Regions from separate parts of the Zea mays genome. Here region 1 is linked to region 2. The links are chromatin contacts, called in public Hi-C maps. All regions are on one chromosome and are shown on one strand. Each heading gives the region's core, a stretch centred on a gene start, on an enhancer-like site or on the middle of the called end of the contact. The rest is flanking DNA. Distances are from core to core; before and after follow the strand shown.

Region 1 (4,876 bases), core at 568-3,067, 92 kb before region 2:
ATCGTTCTAGGTTAACCGTTAGTCTTGTACCTACAGCTATGATTTTATAAAGTGAAGTTTAAAATAAGAAGTGAAATAGTTAAAGTTGTCGGAGATAGCTTAGGCTCTCTCTAACCATACCATCTTCCCTTACTTACACGTTCTAAATATATTTTACTGTCTCCCTTTAAAATTCTTCCCCTACATATATGACTTGTCGTCTTGTCCAACTGTTCCCTTTATACAGCTGCAGTTTTGAGTCATCACTCTGGCTGGCAGACAAATCCCAGAAAACCTCTTCTGCAGCCATATGCCGTACGCAGTGTTACAGTGCTCCTGTTGCAGAATCTCACTTACAGTTTGTGATCAGAGTTGGTGTCTCGTTTTTTTTCTTTCTGATTCTGATTTGATGGTTGTAAAAACGCACATGACATGTGTTTCAAAACAGGTGATCCCCAGCTTCGTCATCGCTGTCCGTCACCCCGCCCTTTCCCTGCAGCCTAGACCACATCCATCATCTCCAGACTAGTGATGAGTTTTGCTGTCAGTTCATCATCCTGTATACAGCCTGTGTCTGGTCGGCCCCTTGGCCTTGCTGCCATATAATCATTCATTCATGCATTTCTGCGGAGAAAAGTAGTCACACCACAACACATCCAATCTCTACCCCCCATTGGACGTCGTGCCCCCGTCCGTTTCAGGCTTTCTGGTTGCCATGCCAGCCGAAACGATTCGTGCGTGATGGAGGCCCCAGCGCAGCTTGTGTGGTGACCCCATTGCGACGTTGCTTCTGTGTCTGTCGGCGTTTGGTGGCGACCCACATGGACGTCGTTGTCGCTCGCAAAGTTGCAGTGGACGCACACTTGGGAGCACCGGTTGTTGCGTGTTCATGTTGGACTGTTGGTCCAACCATGTTTTCTCGCGGGGGGGGGGGGGGGGGCTGTATCTGGATGCAAATAAAAGCGACTACATAGGGTTTCTTTCGATTCCGTGACAACATGTTCATCCCACTAATCTTAAAGCAAGTCAGCAACTAACCACATTAGCCCATACTTGTAAGATTATTGTTCGGTCGCTTCAATATTGGTGGAATGGACAAGGATCCTGTAGTGTTGCTTCTCTGTAGCCGGTTTTAGAGGGATTTTTTTTCCCGTTATCTCTCATCTCTGCCCAACCTATTCTTCCTGTGGACTGATTTGTAGATCAGAGATCATAGGGAAATTGGTGAGGGTTGAGGAGAAAATTAGTTCATTTCTCCTCTAATCTCTTCGTGATCCCTTTGTCACCAAATTAATCCTAACATTTCTTTTTTTTTCTTTGTTACAAAGGAGATCTAAATGTGATGATCATCGCATATTAACTTGAGTCCGTATAATTTTAAAAAGGGATGAGATAGAGAAGCTACACTATTTTTTACACGCGCCGTAACCATCAAACAAAACACTAGAGTTACATACTAATGGCTAACCCTGCCAGATTTGAGTGTGAAACTGAGTAGTTCTGGTGCCTGCACCAGAAACTCATCAGAGTTTTAGGACAGCGCTAGGTCGGCACCGATTTGTTGGAGTGTCTTAGGTACCTCTAGTATATATCCTTAAGAGCTGGTGCCATGTAGGGGTGGTCACACATATGATGGCAGCAATGAGCTTTGCACCGCGACAGGAGATTCTATTTGGCGACCTTAATCACGTGTCTGCCGCCCTGACAATCACAAACATCGTCTTCACTCTTCAGCACGCTCCATTTCAATGGCAACAAGCTCGGGTACCTCGGGTTAACATCTCATGGCCTAGTGACTACGACATTAGAAGCTTTTAATAAATAAGATCTAATCTACACGATGGACCGATGGTGTGGCGGCCACTACCACGACTGTTCGGACTCAAGACTCCATACCGACTCGGACAGTCGTGGGGACTTGGACTCGGACCACTAGAGATGGCCAAACGGGCCGCCCGGCCCGGCCCGGTCCGGGCTCGGTGAAGCCCGGCCAAAACCGGGCCGGGCCTGCTGAGCCAGTGGGCTTAATTTTCTGTCCAAGCCCGGCCCGCAGCGGGCCTAAACGGGTCGGGCCGGCCCGTTTAGCACGAAAAAAACAGGCCGAAAAGCGAGCTAAACAGGCCGGTAATCACGTTTTAGTGTAAAAAAAACGGGCTTAACGGGCTTAGAGGTAAATGGGCCGTGCCGGGCTAGCCCGCCGTGCCTAGTTTCCTGTCCAAACCTGCCCGCTTATTCTACCGTGCCGGGCTCGGACCGGGCCCAAAAAGCGGGCTTCGTGCCGGGCTCACAGGCCTCGTGCTTTTTGGCCATCTATACGGACCACCTCTGGGGACGAAGAAGACTCCATGAAGAAAAAATGGTGGGCCCAAGAAGACCCACGTCGGAGTGGTCGGGAAGTTCACGGCCGAATCGAGATGGCTGAGTTCTAGGGACAACTCGTCTAGGCCACTCCGATGCATATTCTCATAACGACAAAATTCCTGCTAGATGGTATTACTCCACTACTACCGTAAGGCAACCCACAGGATTGAAAACTTCAAGAAGATCCAAAATATGACGTAACACCCAAAAATCCTAACTTTAGAATTTATAAAAGTTTGTCCAATATATTTAAGTAAATTTTGAAACAAGAATCAAATTTGAAACTTAGAAAGAAAATAAGTAGTTGAAAGATATTGTATTGATTTATTCTCCTCCTAAACTATAAATACGTTTCAGATGTTCAAGTAACCCTTAATAGAAAGTATACCATACCTTCTTTTAAAATAAATAGATAATGAATATTTATTTATGAAGTAACTTTTAATTCCTATCCCACGTTCCAATGCTATTTTCTTAAAAGAAAGAAAAAATATGAGTGTGTTTCATACTTCAAATAACATCTACCAAACAAATAAATTAATTAAAATAAATATATATCTATACCATCATGATTGATTTTTGAGTGAGCATTATGTTTGACTTTTGAACTTTATTTGAATCTGAATTAAGAAAGAATAGAAATTAGAAAAAGGAATAACAAAATAAGAAAATAAGAATAAAAGAAAAGGAATCAATACCTGCGTTGGGCTAGATCTACTGTCGAGCCCACCCCCTTTTCTATTTCGCGCGGCCCAGAAGTCCACCGCGCCGCTGCTGCCAACCCCTGTGGCCCACGCGCCAGCCTCCCCAAACCTTACTCGGTCACTTGTTGGTGGGTCCGCGCTACATAATCGTCCCTCACACCCGAACACCGCACCCAACGCGAGAGGTGGCACGTAACAAACCCCGTGGTATCCGCTGATATTGATCCTCAGGTCGGACTCCGCCGCGGCCTATAAAATCCATACTCTGTGGCCCTTCGTCCATCTCATCTTGCCTCAGCCTGGCACCATCACTGGTGCTATGTGGAAGCATGGGAAGCCAACCGCCGCCGCCGGCCGAACCACATTTGCCCACGGTTCGGGCCTCAGCTTGGGGCTCTAGGGAATCGCTTGGTTGAGTAGAAGATATACAAATCATCGACATCCATGGGGAAGCTTCGGGGTGGGCGCAATTGCTCGCCGAACTTCATGACCCATGATGGATCCGCCCATCGACAGGGATAGCCGTCCTCTCGTCACAACTCGCTCATAGTTCGACCATAACAGGTTTGCTGGTCTCCCCTTCTCGTGTAGCTGCTTTCGTCGCTTAGAATAAGCCGCCAGAGGGCTGTAATCGTGAACTCGATGGGGAGCGCAACCGTGGGGGCGCTCGGAGCCGCCGCCATTTGGGAAGACGGGCGTGGGCGGTTCGATTTGGGTTGATCGGCTGGGATTAGATCTGGGTTGCGTTTTGGCATCAGGCATCGTAGACCGTCGATCTCTGAGCGGACGCTACAGATTAGATGGGAGAATACCCCCCTGGATGAAGGATCTAAACCGTTTAGAGGGGATTGGGCGGTTTAGATTAGATCGTTCCTTGATGAAATCTGGGCTGTAACTGTTAAATCGTACGGTCATCATAGGGTACCGGTTCACATAAGGGTGGGATCTAATCTGGTCCGTTGATTCCAGATCGCGTGGCCCCTTTGGTTGATACCCCTTCATTGTGGCGTATTAACATATGAGCCCTCGAGATTTTTATATATCAACCTGCCATCCTAGTCTTTATTTAAAACATAGCAGATAGGTCCTGTTTTTAGCGCTGTGGCCCCTGGCTTCTTCAGAAATTGAAATTACAGACAGAGTTCTCGGTTTAGTTATAAACTAAATAAAGAAAATGATTTTTAGTATGAAAATAATTCCAGAAACTTGTTTAATTCATAAGTAATTCATTTTAACTCCGAATTGATCCATTCCAGTTGCATTAATTTCATATTAATATTGTTCTTCATCTAGTAAACTTATTCCAGGCACTCAATTTATTGTATACCTATCACTTGAAACTTCATATGATCATAACTCTTTGACGGTAACTCCGAATTTAGTGATTCTTGAACCCACGATCTCATAGCATCACATAGAACATTATTATGTAGTTTGTTCTTATGTTTGGTGTGATGTTAATTTTGCCTATACCATGTTTGTTTGTATTGCTACGACTAGCAGTGAGGTCACGAGAATTTGGAGATCATCCTGGTACCTGGAATCTCAAGCCTAAGGCAAGTTGTGCCCTTGACCACTTTTATTTACCTAATAATGTTCTCCATAATCATTTTGGCATGCATAGGCTTAATTTTGATGGGACCAAATAGGTCACCCTAGTTTGGTTATCTTTACACCTTGTTTACCCCTGAACTTTTGGGTAGTCTTTGTTATTGCTATATATGGTTTTGGGTGTTGAGATAACTATTACACATGGTCATTCTTTATTATTATTGTTCTATTTCTGTTTATGATAAGACCATTATGTTAATTGGAACATGGAACTTAACTTG
Region 2 (4,406 bases), core at 961-3,460:
GGCTCGTCGTCGGAGATGGGGGGCGATTCCACTCTCACGATGAAGAGGACGTCAGGGTAGAATGGAGCAGCTGTCACGGCGATCTTCTTTCTGTTCTCCTTTGAGGGCGGAGGCACAGAAAGATCAGCTTGATGATCCTTTGCTTCCTTTTTCCTTGTGATCTGTGTCCATTCCCCCGTCGGAGAGGTGGACAGCAGAGTTCTCCGGGCTGAAGGACCCTCCGCTCCTAGCTCGCTGAAGGTAATTTTTTTTCGGAGCACTGGAGGTTGCGCTTTTTCTTGCTTTGCTCCGATTTTCTCGGAGACCTTTGAGGAAAACTTTCTTTCCGGCGGATCCGTGATGCGATGCAGAGTTCCCTCCTCATCCGCTACAGATGAGATAGTTCCGAAGCAGAACATGGATCCAGGGCGGAGGATGATCTTATGCTAGAAGGTGACGGCCATTGAGCTAGCTTGGATCGATGACACACCCCCTACCTGGCGCACCAGCTGTCGGTGTTTTGGGTCCGACCGCGCACCCGGGGTTACCCCTCAAGGTGCTTTTAGGAGTAGGACGGTGTTACCGACTGTAGCTCGATGGTTCGTGCTGGGCGCACGAGAAATAGTGGACAATGATGTACAGGTTCGGGCCGCTTTGAGATGCGTAACACCCTACGTCCTGGTGAGAGTGCTTTATGTGATGGGTTACAAGGGAGTTCTCTAGTGCTGGAAAACGTAGAGAGCGGGGTGAATGGCTAAGTAATGAGTGATTGTTCTGAAGGGGTGCCCCCTGGGCCTTATATACTCGACCGTGAGGCATTACATGCAGATATGATAACAACGCGTGCCTAAGAAATAGTGAACCATCTGAGTCTATCCTCCTATAATTCAGCCGACCCATCCTCGCTTGGTTCCGTTGTACGGGGCTCCTGCGGGAAGGTCGGGTCACTGTTGTGATTACTGCTCGAATTTGTTGGGCCGTCTGGGCTTGCGCCGACCCGGCCTTGCGTTAATCCGCTCCACTGGTCGTTCCTCCCAGGCCTACGAGGGGATGGCCTTACGAATTATGGGGCCTTTGGGCCTTTCGTGAGGTCTTTTATCCTTCTAGTGGACCCGGGAGATATCTGTCCCCCACATAGGATCTCTCCTCCTTGACGGGGTCCCTCCCGGGGGTGAGATCCAGGTGCTGTTGGTGAACACCGCCACTCCACGCACACGCGGGTCGTCCGACCATTAGGCACGAACCGTCCAGCGTAGTCCAGGAACCTCGCTCCTGCTGCTAGGTCGTGGACCGTCTAGCACTAGGCCGCATACTGTCCAGCACAGTGCAGGAAACCCTGCTCTTGCTGCTAGGTCGCGGACCGTCTGGCCCTAGACCGCGGAACGTTCATGCCACCGCAGAGAGCTCGCCGAGCGAAACAACTCCCAAATGTTTGGCGCCTGGATCGATGCCAACAATACGTTAACCTCGCACGTTAAATACTTGTTCCATCTTAAAAATATACTTTTTAAGTTTTTTCCGTCGATATTCAAATAAATGATACTCCCTCGGTCTCGTTTTTTCTAGCTCATTTTTTCTGTCCATAATCATTCAAATTCAAATGATAGTGAATATAGACATATATGTAAATTAAATTCATATATTACTTAATGAATATATAATTAGTCTAAAACAAAATATATTTTGCACGGAGGGAGTAATAATTATAGTTTTTATAAGTTAACTAATGAATACATATTTAATCTAAAACAAATCATATTTTGAGACGTAGGAGTATATTGTACGTGTAAGCAGTTAACCAAATAGCCATTATATATTTCCACGTCAATCCATATAACTTTACGCAATATCTTATGCAACATTCATCCCACAACACGAGAGATTGAAGAGAATAGTCGTCGGTCCTATTCTACGAGGGAAAAAATGTGACGTGGATCAGCCGACAGCACAGCAACATCGACGTCACCGCTATCGGCCTATCGCGACGCTCCTCTCGGAGACGTCGTCACGGCGACAGGACCTCTCCCTCTCTCGCTACGGCGACAACAGCGACGCAGCGGGCCCGGGCACGAGGGAAGGGGCCCGCCCAAGCGCGCACATTCGGGGCCCCAGTCCCCACCGTCCCGTCCGCCGGCCTCGCGATTCGTGTCCCACGCGCTCCCTCCTCCTATCCCCGTCTCCTACCGCGTCGACACGGCGATACCCCCGCGGCACCCACCCACCCATCCAAGCTTCCGTTTCTCGTTCTCTCCCCCCACCACACCACGACCCCTTCCAAAACAACAAACAGAACCGAAGCCGACTAGCGCGACCGAGGAGGCAGAGACGGGTGGAGGAAAAGGGCAAAGTCGCCGCCCGCCGCCCGCCGCTGATCGGTCGGTGAGCCCGATGCGCTGTACCGCTCGGCCTCGTCGTGTTCCGCCGCGCTGATCTCCGCCTCCCGCGACGCCCGATTCCAGAGGATCGCTTCTTCGGTTTGGCCGGCCGGTAGGTTGGGATTCTTCTCTCTTCTTTTTACTTGCCAACAAGAGCTCGACACCGAGTCGCTCGCACCTACCATGTGCTGTTGAGTTCGTTGGGGCCGTGTGGAGCCGCTCTTAATTTCGCTGCTCCTGGCAGGTGCGTGGGGGGTTCAGGAGGCGGGGTCTCGGCGGCTGCAATGCATGCTCGCATCTCGTGGCGGCGTTTCATCGCTTCGGTCCGTTTGTTTTTCGGCTTGTTGCGCTGAAATTGAGCGATTCGTTTCCTTGATTCAAGGACTACTAGTGGGGCGGGGGCATCCTGCGTGGTGGCTCTGGCTGTCTGGTCTGTATCTGTATGATAGGTATCGGCTTTTTCTAATTCTCATATATTAGTGGATTTTTGCTGTTCCTTGCGGATTTGCTATTTTTGCTGTTTTTTTCGTGAAGAAACTAAAACGATGAGTGGTTGTTTTTGTGGATGCAAAAAAACCAGTGGGCGTTGGCAGTTGTGCCGTCCCGGCTAGCTGCGGACTTGTCTTGGCCTAGCAGGGAAGTGATGGAGCACAAGAAAGCTAGAGCAGTGGAGGATCCTGCCCGGTTGATTTGCGACGATGCCCTCACCGAGGTATTCCGCAGGCTGCCTGCCCGTGCGCTCGCGGCCTGCAGACTGGTGTGCAAGTCATGGATGTCCGTGCTCACAGATCCACACTTCATCCATGAGCACCTGAGCCGTGGCCAGCAGAAGCTGCTGCTCTTTGCGACTGACAGGGGAAACGACAGGTCGCTCGCCATGGTGCTCGCGGACAACAACGCATCCATGTACCAGCTGTCAAGGCCCGCGGCGTCTCGGAGCGTCTTCGTGCACAATTCTTGCAATGGCCTGCTCTGCCTAGGTGACAGCACAGGAGCTGTCGAGGTGCTGAACCCAACGACTGGTGAATCTTTAATGTTGCCGATGCCAATGTACACGGCAGGGAGCAGCCAGTTCTCGTCCTGCAATTGGCACTGCTTGGGGTTTTGCCCACAAAAAAGGGAACACAAGGTGGTGCATTTCTATCCAGGAGCTCACAATGACCCGTTCAAGGTACACTGTGAGATATACACGATTGGAGTCGGTGTCTGGAGACAAGTTGGGAGCTGTCATGGTGCTCCGACTGACAGAGGGGTGCATGTGAATGGGATGGTATACTATCTGACAAAGTTCCGCTACATTGCTTCATCGCGTATCAACTGCTTGAATCTTGAGAGCGAAAAATTTGATGTGATGATGCTTCCTCCACACAAATCTTATGGAGGTCATTGCTCTTTGGCAGAGCTTGAGGGAAAGCTATGCTTGTTGATTGTCGATGGTGCATTGGAAGGTCCGCCTCGTACAATGGACATACTGATGCTCAATAGCCATGATAAGCAGGGCTGGACTCACAGATACCACTTCTCCTTGCCTTGGTTGATGCCTTCATGTTATTTTACTCCGAAACACACACTCTTCCACGGTGGAAAAATTTGGGTGCAGTTGTTGGCTAGGAATCTATATTGTTTTGACCCAAGTTCAAGTTCAGAAGAACTGACAACAGCCTGGCCAGAGCTTGACTTTTCCTTTAGCACACATACTTTCATTGAGAGCATAGTTCCTCTGCGTAAAGACTACTACTTCAAGCAGATACAGTGACAGTGGTGTGCTGCCCCTTGCTTTCAAGGTGGTTCTCAGTTTACATCTTTACATTATCTTTTATCTTATCGTTTCTTTTTTCTTATATGAACGACCAAGCTGTTACGTGTTAGTCAGCTTAAGATGGTGTGCTGTTCTGGATTCTAATTAGCGATAATAATTGCAATTTCCAGACATCTTAACTACTCATTCTTCTAGATTTTAATTGATCTGGCCATTTCTCTTTATGCTGAGAAGTTGATAGGCCAAGTTCAGAGGATCATTTCATTAGTTCTTATTTCACAGCTTAGGTGATT

The links. Hi-C and Micro-C count contacts between places; a contact is called where the count stands out from the background.
Region 1: a contact with region 2 is called in a Hi-C map of leaf, with 4 times the contacts expected there. The contact joins the enhancer-like site here to the promoter of LOC100383281 in region 2. A contact is called at or near these places in 9 of 25 Hi-C or Micro-C datasets (bundle sheath, ear, endosperm and 3 more) and 1 of 3 datasets of contacts at active chromatin or transcription factors (leaf).

What each region holds. Positions count from the first base shown.
Region 1 is chr7:106,469,077-106,473,952 of Zm-B73-REFERENCE-NAM-5.0, reverse strand. No RefSeq gene overlaps it. Among protein-coding and RNA genes, the nearest start is that of LOC103632671, 4.4 kb to the left of the region's middle. Within about 2 kb of position 1,817, at least 8 of the 20 cell types and tissues checked have an H3K27ac peak or open chromatin away from gene starts, as enhancers often do. A contact at or near this core is called in bundle sheath and leaf, where this site is marked.
Region 2 is chr7:106,378,298-106,382,703 of Zm-B73-REFERENCE-NAM-5.0, reverse strand. LOC100383281 reads left to right here and starts at 2,210. Exons shown (of 3, transcript NM_001175941.1): 1 at 2,210-2,466; 2 at 2,599-2,803; 3 at 2,935-4,406. The coding sequence starts at 2,998. The coding sequence ends at 4,110.